Linked DNA regions of Mus musculus: all the other regions are linked to region 1. Evidence: chromatin contacts called from public Micro-C and promoter capture Hi-C data. All regions are on one chromosome and are shown on one strand. Each heading gives the region's core, a stretch centred on a gene start, on an enhancer-like site or on the middle of the called end of the contact. The rest is flanking DNA. Distances are from core to core; before and after follow the strand shown.

Region 1 (2,938 bases), core at 146-2,645:
TGAAACTTTCTGGCACACTGCTCCCCCGACACCCCTTCCTAGCCTTCCCTAGGTGGCAATTGGCCCTGTTACCTGCCATTCCTCCTCTACTCTCAGCATTTTTAAACATACTCAGCCCCGACCCCGTTTAAGAGAAGTCCCACATTCTAAGGGAACGCTGCGTTTTTTGCAGAAGAGGTCCTCCCTATCCAAAGTGTTGAGATCCAAAGTAGTAAAGAGCCTGAGCTCCCGCCCGCCTCCAGTCTCACAGGTTCCTAGTGTTCAGTAAGGAAACTCCCGGGACCTGGCGTTTCTCGGGCATGGCTGGCGAGCACATTTTTAAGAAAACCGATGACAGTCTCTTTAAATGGTTCTCTCCCGCAAATCTGGGCAGCCGGACCTTAGCGGCTGGGGCGGGGGTTTGGGGTATGGAATCCGCTAAGCCCTGGGCAGTCTCCCCTCCCCCTGCCGGCCACTCCCAGCGAGGCAACGCGGAGTGTGCGGGGAGAAGCGAGCGGGAAGGGAGCTCGGAGACGGCTGGGCGCGGGAAGCCCGTTCGCAGTCCGGCACGAGGTCCCACGGGTCTGGCTGCAGCGGCCCCCGCCGCCCGGGAGGCAGGCGGGCAGCTCGGGCGCGATTTCCAAAGTGGCCCATCAGGAGAGACGCAGGCACGGCCATTCGGTTCCCGGAGCCACCGGGACTCTTTGGTCTGCGCCGCCCAGGACCCTACGGATCCCCTCCCTCTCCACCAAGCACTCCAGAGGTGGCGGCAGCCCCCAGACCTAAGCAGAGGGCCACTCGGGACCGGGCGAGCGGATCCCGGAAGGATCGGACGGCGGGAGGGCGTCCTGGAGGCCGTGTCCCTCGATCTTTGAGGGGCGGCCACGGGCAGACCCAGCGGGACATCCCCAGAGGCGGGTGGGAGAGGGTCGCGGGCGCCTCGCGCCTTTTACCTAGCAATTCTTCATCATCCTCCGGGCCAAGCAGGCGACAGGGAAGGCGGCGGCGGAGCCGGACGGTGCGCCGGTACAGGCTGTCGGTGCGGCGCCCCAGAGCCAGCAGGTGCCCCTCGAGGTCCTCCAGCAGAGCCAGCGAGTGGCCGCAGAGGTCTGCGAGCTGGCGGAGCAGACTGAGCGCGGCCAGGTGGCTCACGTCGCGGAGCTCAGCCAGCGGCTGCGGAGGGTTGCGCGGGCACAGACGCTGGGGCACCACAGTGCGCCGGTAGAACGGCATCCCGGGCGCGGGCGCGGGGACCGACCCGGTCCGCTAGCCTTGTGGCACTCGGGAATCCTGAGAGGCAGCGGCGGTCCTGGTGGAGCAGGGCCCGGGACGCGGGCGCGGGCGAGCGAGAGGCACGGGCGGCTGTGCGGGCAGGCGGCTTCACAGCCTGCAGCGCCGGCTCCCCGCGGGCTGCACACTCGCAGGAGCCACCAGTCCCTCTGACTCTGCTCCACTGGGCTCCTCCTCCCTGGCTTTCTCCTCCTCCCTCGCTCAGCTCACTCAGCTACTTCGGGATTCCTCCTCACCCCACCCCCACCATCCCCTTTCTTCTTCTTCTTTCTTTCTTTCTTTCTTTCTTTCTTTCTTTCTTTCTTTTGCGGTCAAAAATTCGCAGATTAACGCTTGATCCGGGAGAGAAGAAAAGGAAAAAAAAAAAAAAAGGAAAGAAGAGTAGAAAGAAGCTGAGAGTTAACCGAGGGAAGTCTGTGTGAATGTGTGTTTGTGATGGTCGGTGCGCAAAATGTGCCCGGGTCCTCCTGAGGAGCTTCAGGCCCAGTACCTTAACCCGGGTTAAGGTTGTTTTCTGCTTTGTTTTTTAAACTTAACTTTCTTTGTAAATACTGAACAATGCAGACACACCGGCGTACATACGAGCGAGTCACAGCAGAGACACGAAGTCTGGCTTCATGCATCTAGTTTTCCTTCTAAAATATACTCCTTGCCACGCACCAGTCTCCATTGAGCAAGCTAGCGGCCAGAACCTTAGAATCAGAGGAGAGAGAACCAAGTATCTTATTTGACTGTCCAGGAGGGAAGTGACCCTAGCACTGTGGAACTGTAAAGGCAAGAGCGAATAAATACAAACCCATTTTGTGGAGTAACTTATTTCGTTGGGATTGAGGGATCCAGTTTGCATTTTGTGCCAAAAGGGAACACCGATCTGTTTCCTTTGGGGGGCACAATGAGCTCCTGTAGTATCCCAGAAGAGGGGTTTCAGGAGCTGAGATGTGCTTTCAGTGCAGACAGCCCCGATTTCTCTCAACTGTAGAAGGTAAAATGTGCTCAGACAAGTAGAGTACCTTTAGTGTATTCTATGTCTGCATGCACTTGGGACATTTCCACCCAAAGCTGCTCACACTGAACTTTCAATGGTTTCTCCACTGCTCTGCTTTCATTTGGGCTGTGCTCCTTTTCATCCTACATATGCTCTGTTGAGTATAAGCCCACAGAATCTATTAGCAAAATATTTTTAAACAAAACACTTGTGCCCACACTAACACAATGTGGACTGTTTCCATTCTTTGCTTCAGAAAAGTTAATTGTTCCTTAGACAGTTCAAGAAAGCTCTATGCAGGCTGGAGAGATGGTACAATCATTAACAGCAACGCTGGCTGCTCTTCCAGAGGACTTGGGTTCAATTTCCAGCACCCACCTGGCAGCTCACAGCTCTCGGTAACTCCAGTTCCAGGGGATCCAACACCCTCTTCTCAGCTCTGAGGGCACCAGACCTACATGCAGGCAAATGCTTATACACTTAAAATAATAAAGTAAATTTAAAGAGAATCTCTGGTTTTAAATGTTTTGCTACACAAAATTAGTATGTGACATGATGGCTATATTCATTGGCTTTATTTATTAATTCTTCAATGCAAATATCAAAACATAATACCGTGCCCTACACATATGTAATTATTATTTGTCGATTGAAAATTTAAAAAAAGCAATGTACTGCAATCTG
Region 2 (2,938 bases), core at 166-2,665, 400 kb before region 1:
CCAAAGAAGGGCCTAATTCTGTGCCTCCATTTGTGCCCCCTCTTTGTCAGCAAGCCGGTCATTTCATCAACAAACACGACTCTGTTAGAAGAGCAAATTAAGGACACTTTGCGATCCTAAAAAAAAAAAAAAATCAGAAAGAAAAAAGATCTTCAGGTCATCAAAGCCAACTAAAAAGACACAAGACACAGACAGTGAAATGACTCTGTAACAGTCCTCCCCCCACTCACACCCCCTTTTCCTTAACATCGTACTTTTTCAAACGACAATGTTTTCCAAACAGTATAAACTGAATTGTTGAATGGAAGGAGTGTGTGTGTGGACGGTGGGGGGGGGGGTGTAGGGTGGGAATGGGGGAGGCTTGATTAGAGGACAGTAATCCTGGTGGCCTTCCTGCAAGGGGTGAATGAGGTGAGAGTTTCTACCCACAGGGAACATGCCTTGAAATGAGAAGCCCCAGATATCTTTCAGTGAGGATTGTAAGACACCTTACCAACACAAGAGACGTGCTCTACGTGCAAGATGTTATTCTTGCTAGATGTGAATAATTATATAATCATAATAAAATAACCTGGCATCGTGGCAAGAGGAATCTCTGCGAACTCAGTGGCAATCTTTTCGAACCCGCTGCCTGTTCTTGGCTTTTCCGTGAGCCATGTGAGTTGCATGCATGCACCTAGCCCCACGGTCCGGTAGAACAGCATTTCCCAGCGTCGTCGCATCCTGCCAGCCTCCTTCTGCCCTGGATGACCACAGGACAGAAAGCCTTGAAACCAACCTTGGGCCTTGAGGGAAGCCACCGCTGCCATATGATCTCTCTAAGTGCCCCTGCACAAAATGTAGGGAGTTTAGGGGGTAAGGGACACGCCAACCTCGGCCATTCCACGATGAGAAGACATAGCTCAAAAAGAGCAAACCGGCTCGGAGGAAGCCCTGCAGAAAACTAAGACCCGTGCCTTGCCTACACCGTCCCGTGTGCAAGTCCCTCTTCTGGACCTTTCCCTAAGCCAACAGCTCTTCTCTCTATCCATTGAAGCCCGTCCTGGCGACCCACTTGATTTAGGTCAGAAAACAGACACTAACAGCTCTCCCTCGCCTCGGTAAAATTACTAAGTGGAATTTATTGGGCAAGTCCATGCAGGGTGGTGGGGAGAGCCCACGTCCCAGGTTCGGGCTGTCACTAGTTTTAGAAAAACAAGTATAGGCCAGAGCACTGGGCGAGAAGTGACCATAATCAGAGACCATCAGCCCCACCCCAGTAGCTGCGTCGTGCCCCCAGGGCTGAGGGACAGGAGGGGACGCACGCACTCTGTTCCCTAGCCCGCCCTTTGCTTTCACAAGATCCACGGTGACTGCACCAGCTCGAGCGCCTTTAAAGGGCCACACACGCCAGCCCGCCGCTATAAAATGTTCCCGGCGGCACAGCTGCAGAAGTGCGCTGCCGAGCTGCGGTGAGGAAGCTAGCTCCGCCCGGCTGCTCCTCCCACAACCTATCGGCGCGGGGCTGCTCCTGGCAGAGAGGACCAGACGCGAGGAAGGCACAGCACCCACTCGGGCCCTCCGTAAGTATCCAGTTCAGATTTTGCCACCAACTCGCCCACGAGCCAGGACATGTGCTAATAATGCTCTAAGCTGGTTATAAAGACGTGAAAATTGGGGGGAGAGGGAAAAAAGGGGGGAAAGGGGTCTGTCCTTCCTGGGATTCCTAGCCGAGGCCAGCCTGCTGCTGTGTGCTTGTGCGCCAGGGCTCTACGGGAGGCAGTGGGGGCTTAAGAGCCCGGTCCCCGCGCCGAGAACCAAGCGTGGTGGCTGTGATCGCCACCGCCCCGGAGTCCGGGCGCCGGAGCTGCGGGCCGGCAAGAGCGCGGGTCGGGGCAGCTCGGCGCTGCCCGGTGCGGTGCGGCGGCGCGGCGCGGCGCGGCGGTGCAGGCTTTTCCCAGGCGCCCTGGGGTCGCGTGGCCGCCCGTGCGGCTGGGGACTCTGAAGCGAGTGGCTAGCGGCGGCGGCGGCAGTGTGCGTGCCAAGGGGGCTCGGGGCTAGGTCGCTTCGTCCGTACCTCAGCTCCTGTGAGCTTTCCTCTCCCGGGCAAGCAGCTTCGCGGAGGTAAGCCGGGCCGCCCGGCAGGACGCTGGGCTGGGCAGCAGGGGCCGAGGGCACCGGAGGCGGCCAAGCTGGCCGCGGGGCTGGGGGACTTGTTTGCTGCCGGAGCTGCCGGGCAGAGGGGCGGCAGCCCGGGCCGGCCCGCGGGACGCGGAGCCCACTTGTCCGGAGAAACCCGCAGCACATCCACTCCGGCGCCCGCGCTTTCTCCGGCTCTGCTTCCCCGACTTTGCCAATACCCAGGACTGCATCAGGCCGCTCGGGGGCCGCACAAAGCTCTTGTTTCCTGGGGGGCTGGAAGCGAGAAGGGCTTCTGGCTGAACTCAGCCAAGCTGCGTGCTGCAAGTTGGAACATTCTGGCAACTTGCTTTCCCCACGCAGCACGACCCCCGTGCACACGCCCCTCTCGGGGGAAGCGGCCGCGCGGCGCCCAGCCTCTGCCTCACGGGGAGCCTGATCAGGGGCGGGACAGCTAGTCTGAACCATGCCACTTTTAACGTTGTGACCTTGGGTTAAGTTATCGCACCCACCTCGGCACCTCGAATCTTTGCTAGCCAGCTGCGAGCAGCGGCAGCAGCGGACGCTCCGAGGGCGCTCGGAAGTGTCTGTGAGGCGCGCGAGCCACTGCCGCTGGCGCCAAAGTGCGCCCCCGCGCGCGGAGACGCTGCGGGTCCCCAAAGTCGCGCTGACGCGGAGACCCCGTGCTTCGTCGCCTGTCTGCTTCTGAGCACCTGAGGTAAAGGACGCTTGGAGCCCTCCGGCACTGGTGCTCGCGCCTGGCGTGCCGGGCTCCGTTCGGCCAAGCCCGCCTCGGTGGCTCTCTCCGGGCGCGTCGAGG
Region 3 (2,938 bases), core at 177-2,676, 310 kb before region 1:
AGGCCTGAGCTTTGCCTTTGAAAATGACTGCATCTTAACTAGAACTTCTGAAGGGGATAACCACATTATAATTGCACTTATTTGTTTATCTTCACAAAATGAAAGAAGCCATAGAGTCACAGAGCTAAGCAAATGCTCTACTACTGAGATATAGCCCCAGCACTCACAGGGTCTCACTAAGTGGCTTGGGTTGGCCTGAATGGATTTTGAATCTGTAATCCTTCTGCGTCAACCTCAAAGGTGCTGGAACCCTAGGCTTTGGTATCTCCACGAACAAAATAAGCCAATTCAGGCCAAATTAAAGTATAAAGGCAGGTTTATTGGGGGCAGCCTCCAGGCAGGTTCATTCACCATACAGGAGGGGGGTGTCAGTGAAGTCACCATGGAAAGATAGGCAGAGAAGGGGGAGAGAGAAAGCAGGCATGCAGAGAGAAAAGAGAGGGAAAACCAAAAAGGTCTGTATTACATAATGAAGAGCTGCTGGGTGGCCCAGCCTCTGGGTTGGAAAGTTCAGTGTAGAGGGTGGGGTTTGCCAGTCATGCCCTGTAACAAGGATGAAGGATGGTGGGAGAACCTGAAGGCCAGGTCCACTTTGGTATGTTATATATGCACCTCAGCTACTTGTCCCGGATCTGAAACCCAACAGGCTTGTGCCACCAAATCTAGCTATTATTATTTTTTTACATTTAATTTTTTCATCATTTCATATATGAGTAATCTGTAAGCCATTCATTCCCATTCAACTCTTATCATGTCCCCTTCCCAACCTCTCAAATACATAAATAACCTCTACTCTATTTGGTATTGCGTAAATAAGGGCGTGTGTGTTTGTGTGTGTACTTCTGAGACAGGGTCTTGTTTATATGCAAGCTCAGTCTGGACTAGATCTTGAGATCCTCCTGCCTCTGCCTCCTAAGCACTGTTATCAGAGGTGTGCACCACCACGAGCGGCTTAGGCTTTGTCTTTGAAAATCCTTCTTCAGTGTCAGCTTTAAGTTGCAGGATTGCACTTCTAGGTGTGTGAATTCCAAGTATGTTCAGTGCCAGGCACTGGCGGGGAGGAAAAGGGGGCAATGGAGACCTCTATGGGCCAGTACAATAAGACAGCCTCCACTCACAAGGACAAGAGAAACAAGCGCGCATTTTACTCACGCTCTTAACTCCTTCCCTTCGCTCTCATTACTCAACATTCACACTCACCGCCACGCAGTTAGGACGGAACTGAAACCACCACCGGTCACGTGAATCAGCAGCCCCCCCCCCCTCCAAAAAAAAAAAAAAAAAAACCCAAAACGTAAGGCCACTCTAGCTAACGTAGCTAGCTAGCGCCAGTGCTCGAGGGCGCAGGCGCAAGACCTTCCTGGGCGGGGCTCAGGAAACCGCGCTCGAGCGCCAGATCCCGGATTGGCCCGCCGCGAGGCGGGCAGTTGGCTCTACCAGTCTAGTGCGTGAGCCCAGCCTGGGTAAGGCGGGAGCGAGCGAAATTCAAGCGCGGTTTTAACTGGGAGTCTCCTTTCCTGGGCTCTCCGGATTCCCTGGCCATGGAGGCTTCCCAAGGCTTAGCGGAAGTGGAGACTTTGAGCCCACAACTGGCCGAGAGTTACCTGAGGTATGTTTGGGTCTCCGGACGGGTCGAACTTGCAGTCCCTGGCCTGGGGTTGAGGTGGAGTGGCTCCCACCTCCCCCTAGGATCTGCTGTGGCTTTGACCAGATTTCTATTTCGGGGAGCTCGCCCTGCCAAGTCACTCGTAAGTCAAATAACTCTTGAGTATGAACTCTTTAAGAGCCTGAATTTTAATTAACTGATGAAATCTTTGAGTCTTTCTAACTCGCCAACCGCCAGACCTGGGAGAAAAGAGGAAAAATAGTCCCTAAGTTGTTAGCAATTGGGTAGTGAAAATGGGATCTGAAACAGAAATACTTTATGGTGTTTGATGGATGCTGTAAAATGTTTTATTTCCCGACCAGAGTGCTGCCATTAAAAGAAAGGGGGTCCAGTTACGAAGGGAAGACATATGCCCCCAAAGGAACCATTAAGCCCAGTGAATGAATACGCTTTCACCAGATGCCTAGGTTGGAATATTTAACTATTAAAAATTGTAGTGCAGGGCTGGAGAGATGACTCAGAGGTTAAGAGCACTGACTGCTCTTCCAGAAGACCCAGGTTCAATTCCCAGCACCCACATAGTAGCTCACAACCATTATGTAACTCCAGTCCTACAGGATCCTATGTTCTGGTACCTATGTGATGTACATGCGCCCCCCCACCCCCGCCCCGCGCGCGCATATGCAAAACACCCGTCTATGCCTATATAATTTTTAAAAGACTACATAAAATATTAGCAAAGGATTTGTAGACATTTCTCTTAAAAAACACATAATGGCAAACAGGCACATGAAAAGGTTGCTCAAAACCACCCCTAAGTAGAGGAAAAAAGATCACAACTATAATGGGGTGTGTGCCATCCCCTCCTGAGACTGAAGATACAGAGGGTTGTGAGCCACCATGTGGGTGCTGGGAACTGAACCAGAGTCCTCTGAAAGAGCAAGCACCTAGTCCTCTTAACTACAGAGTCCTCTCTACAGTATGTAGATTTATGTTGTTAACTTGTAGGGTTTTTTTTCCTTGGAGACAAGGTTTCTCTGTGTGGATCAGGCTGGCCTTGAACTCACAGAGACCCACATACCACTAACTTTTGCTCAGTGCTTGGATTAAAGGCTAGCGCCATCACTGCCAGGCATAGGTTTTGTTTTTTTTTGTTTTTTTTTTTTTTGAGGCAGGCTGCTCTTGAACTCTATCCTTCTCTCTGAGTCCACATAGTGATGGAATTACAGGTACATAGCACCATGTTCCAGTGAATCAACGATCAGTCAGTGGACAGAGCCACCAGTACTCTAAGTAGAGTTTTCCCTCGAGGGACCTCCTCTTAGATAAAAA
Region 4 (2,938 bases), core at 189-2,688, 270 kb before region 1:
AAGGGAACACATATGTCAGCTAGCCAGGTACCACCTGATGGATGAACAGGAGCTGAGCAGCTAAAGGACAGTGTACCCCTGGTGACCTCACACTCAGGTCCTCCTCAGCCTCCCACTGCTGTGGCATGTCTCTGCAGTGCCTCACCCATTTCTCAGACCTTTCTTTACAACATCTTGGTTCCTTGGACCTCTGGGGTATCACTCTACTACACTCCATTTATTTGTCTCTTCTCTGGGTTCCTACAACCACAATCTTAGTTCAGGCCAACTCTCTCTCTTACCAGAACTACTGAAATCATCTCTCTCTCTCTCTCTCTCTCTCTCCCTCACTACTCTCCCCTCTCTGTTTGTTTGTTTGTTTTTAAGACAGGGTTTCTCTGTGTAGCCCTGGCTGTCCTGGAACTCACTCTGTAGACCAGGCTGGCCTCGAACTCAGAAATCCACCTGCCTCTGCCTCCCCAAGTGCTAGGATTAAAGGTGTGCGCTACCGCTGCCCGGCTTGAAATCATCTCTTTAAAGGACCTCCTGGCCCCTAACCAACCTTAATTAACACCATATACAGCACACCTCATGATTTAGTTTTCTTCTGTTTTAATTTCCCCAACTTGCTTATTTGTTTTGAAGTTTTACTTCAGCGATGCTATACTAAACTGCCTTTGGGGCTGGCCTCTCCGGGTTGAGGACTCTTTACCCTATTGCTGCTGCTTATCTCAGCCTGCCCAAAGTATCTCCAGTTTGTTTCTTTACCCTCTTTCCACCTTCTATAACATAACTCTCACAACTACATTCGGCACAGTACTTAGAGGCTACTATCTTCCCCACATTGTCCAGCGATGAATAAGAGTTGTCTTAGTTTTCTAGCCTGAAAGCACAATGTTGTCCCCAACAACGGTCTTCAAGAAGCGAGTCCCTCCTCATGTGTGTGTGTAGGGGAGGGGAGGGGGGGGGAGGTACGTCCTGTTAGTTGTTAAGAGGCCTAGATGGACTAGATTGATCACTAGTGTAGGCTTCCTTTTATTGCTGGCGTTTCATCAGATTCAATTTTAGTGGGAATAAACCCCAGGTCACGAGGAACCATCCCCAGCAGCTTCTATTGCCCGCCACGAGGGTCCCTGCACTGAAACCTCATGGATACCCTGAACCACAGCAGCTCCTCACGCACTGATCTTTCCTTACCACAAGAAGCCCAAACATAAACCACAGCGGCTCAGGGTGCTCCCGGTGGCCCTGCTGTCCGGCTTATGATCACCTCCCTCCCCCACCCCACACAGCTGCAGGTCTACTCCTGTCCTTCTCCCCATCCACCCCTACGCTCGCTCCATGACTGTCTCGGCAGGTCTACCTTTCCCTCCTTTTCCAGAACCACTTTTCCCCTTCGGCGGCATCTCTTAAGCTGGCGGATGAACTCTCCGGCAACTGTTCCGGTGCTAGCAAAAGGACCCCTCAGGCCCCACAGGTATGTCCTCCGCAATGCCTGAAAGCAGCGTCACAATCAACTATTTCTGCTGCGGTTCCAGAATCAGGCATAGCTTGGAACAGACCCAGTCCTTTGGTTCTTTGACCTATAGGAGCTAGAGATGTTAGACCAATGAGAAGCCGAAGCCTTACGGGGAGGCGGGAACAAAGGTTGCCCAGAGACGAGAAAGCGCAGCCTCTATTCTGTTCTTCAAAGCTTTTACTTGCCCTCATTTGCACTTGTTCTTTGCTCTCTCTCGCCCCGCCCACTTTTTTGTGCATGCGCAGTGCGAGCCTCAGGCCACTGCAGTTCTTTGGCGTGGGCTTTTGCTTTGGGGATTCTAGACAAAGGGACAGCAGAGGGAGTTTAGATAATGGCCTTCTTCCGTCCTCTCTCCGACTGACACAGACCTGCACTCCCTAATGGCTTTTCTTACTTACTTGTTTGTTTATATTTTTGCAGCAGTAGTTGATGGGGTACAAAAGATGGAATTTTTTTTTTAAAGCCTATCATCCCATTGCCTGTGACAGGCAGAAGTCTGTCATGGAGAAACATTGGAAGCAGCCTAAATTAATTTTAAAATAACGATTATAAGCTGTGTGTACAGAAATAGCCTTAAGGAAGATTATAGACCAAGATGTAGAATGTGATTTTTTAAAGTTATATATCCTGGAGAACATAATCTATGCACCTAAAAGACAAACAAGGCATTAATGCTGTTCAGCAGGATAGCATGTGACCACTCGTGTCAATCTATATAGTATTCATGTCTCTGTATTTTTCCAGAGTTCTTTTCTTTTTTCCTTCCTTCCTTTCTCTTTCCTTCCTTCTTTGCTTCCTTTCTTTTTTCTTTTGATACAGGGTTTCTCTGTATGTAGCCCTGGCTGTCCTGGAACTCACAGAGATTTGCCTGCCTCTATCTTCTAACTGCTGGGGCTTAAGATATGTGCCACCACCTTCCAGCTCAAAGTTTGTATGACAGCACAGCATAAGGCAATTTAAAGCTTGGATTCTGGAGGCACATGACCTGCTTTAAAACCCCTTCTACTAGTCCTGTGACCTTGAAGACGCTCTTGGGCTCAGTTTCCATCTTCTGCGAGATGGTGTTGTTAAAGTATCTGCTTATGGAGTATCATGAGAAATAATTTCATAGTCGATGACTAACTGGGGGCGTTTACTTAAGATGAATAGCTTTTGAATTTGCATCCCAATGTGCTCTTGATCTCTCTTTCTCACTCAGTCTCTCTTTTTGAGACCAGGTCTTGCTTAGTAGCCTAGACTGTTCTGGAACTTACTATGTCCTCCTGCTTCTGCCTCTCAAGTGGTGGGAATCATGTGCCACTTGGATACATTTTTCTCTTTCCCCCACAATCCTCCCCTCCTCTACCAATAATTTTCGTATATGACATCTTTCCCTCTATTCCATGAGATCACTGTCCTATCTTGGCTATCTGACTCAGCTTAGTTTTTGTCTGTTTTTGC

The links. Promoter capture Hi-C pulls out the DNA fragments that hold promoters and counts their contacts. A called contact is a pair of places that touch in the nucleus more often than the background predicts. Capture Hi-C pulls out chosen DNA fragments and counts their contacts.
Region 2: a Micro-C map of embryonic stem cells shows a contact between it and region 1, with 8 times the contacts expected there. The contact joins the promoter of Cited1 here to the promoter of Nhsl2 in region 1. A contact is called at or near these places in 2 of 39 promoter capture datasets (embryonic stem cells and neural stem cells), 3 of 484 Hi-C or Micro-C datasets (all in embryonic stem cells) and 2 of 115 datasets of contacts at active chromatin or transcription factors (both in embryonic stem cells).
Region 3: a contact with region 1 is called in a promoter capture Hi-C map of adipose tissue, with 2.6 times the contacts expected there. The contact joins the promoter of Ercc6l here to the promoter of Nhsl2 in region 1. A contact is called at or near these places in 5 of 39 promoter capture datasets (the 3T3-L1 cell line, embryonic stem cells, hippocampal neurons and 2 more), 1 of 115 datasets of contacts at active chromatin or transcription factors (embryonic stem cells) and 1 of 9 other capture datasets (adipose tissue).
Region 4: a contact with region 1 is called in a promoter capture Hi-C map of 3T3-L1-derived adipocytes, with 2.4 times the contacts expected there. The contact joins the promoter of Pin4 here to the promoter of Nhsl2 in region 1. A contact is called at or near these places in 10 of 39 promoter capture datasets (the 3T3-L1 cell line, 3T3-L1-derived adipocytes, cranial neural crest and 5 more), 2 of 115 datasets of contacts at active chromatin or transcription factors (embryonic stem cells and extraembryonic endoderm stem cells) and 1 of 9 other capture datasets (adipose tissue).

What each region holds. Positions count from the first base shown.
Region 1 is chrX:101,847,842-101,850,779 of GRCm38.p6, reverse strand. It overlaps Nhsl2 (NHS-like 2), which reads right to left and starts at 1,395. Exons shown (of 8, transcript NM_001163610.1): 1 at 933-1,395. The coding sequence starts at 1,212.
Region 2 is chrX:102,250,658-102,253,595 of GRCm38.p6, reverse strand. Cited1 (Cbp/p300-interacting transactivator with Glu/Asp-rich carboxy-terminal domain 1) reads left to right here and starts at 1,415. Exons shown (of 3, transcript NM_001276466.1): 1 at 1,415-1,562. Gm14858 (predicted gene 14858) reads right to left here and starts at 945. Exons shown (of 3, transcript NR_040285.1): 1 at 572-945; 2 at 1-116.
Region 3 is chrX:102,155,579-102,158,516 of GRCm38.p6, reverse strand. Ercc6l (excision repair cross-complementing rodent repair deficiency complementation group 6 like) reads left to right here and starts at 1,426. Exons shown (of 2, transcript NM_146235.3): 1 at 1,426-1,609. The coding sequence starts at 1,542.
Region 4 is chrX:102,117,969-102,120,906 of GRCm38.p6, reverse strand. Pin4 (protein (peptidyl-prolyl cis/trans isomerase) NIMA-interacting, 4 (parvulin)) reads right to left here and starts at 1,438. Exons shown (of 4, transcript NM_027181.2): 1 at 1,343-1,438. The coding sequence starts at 1,385.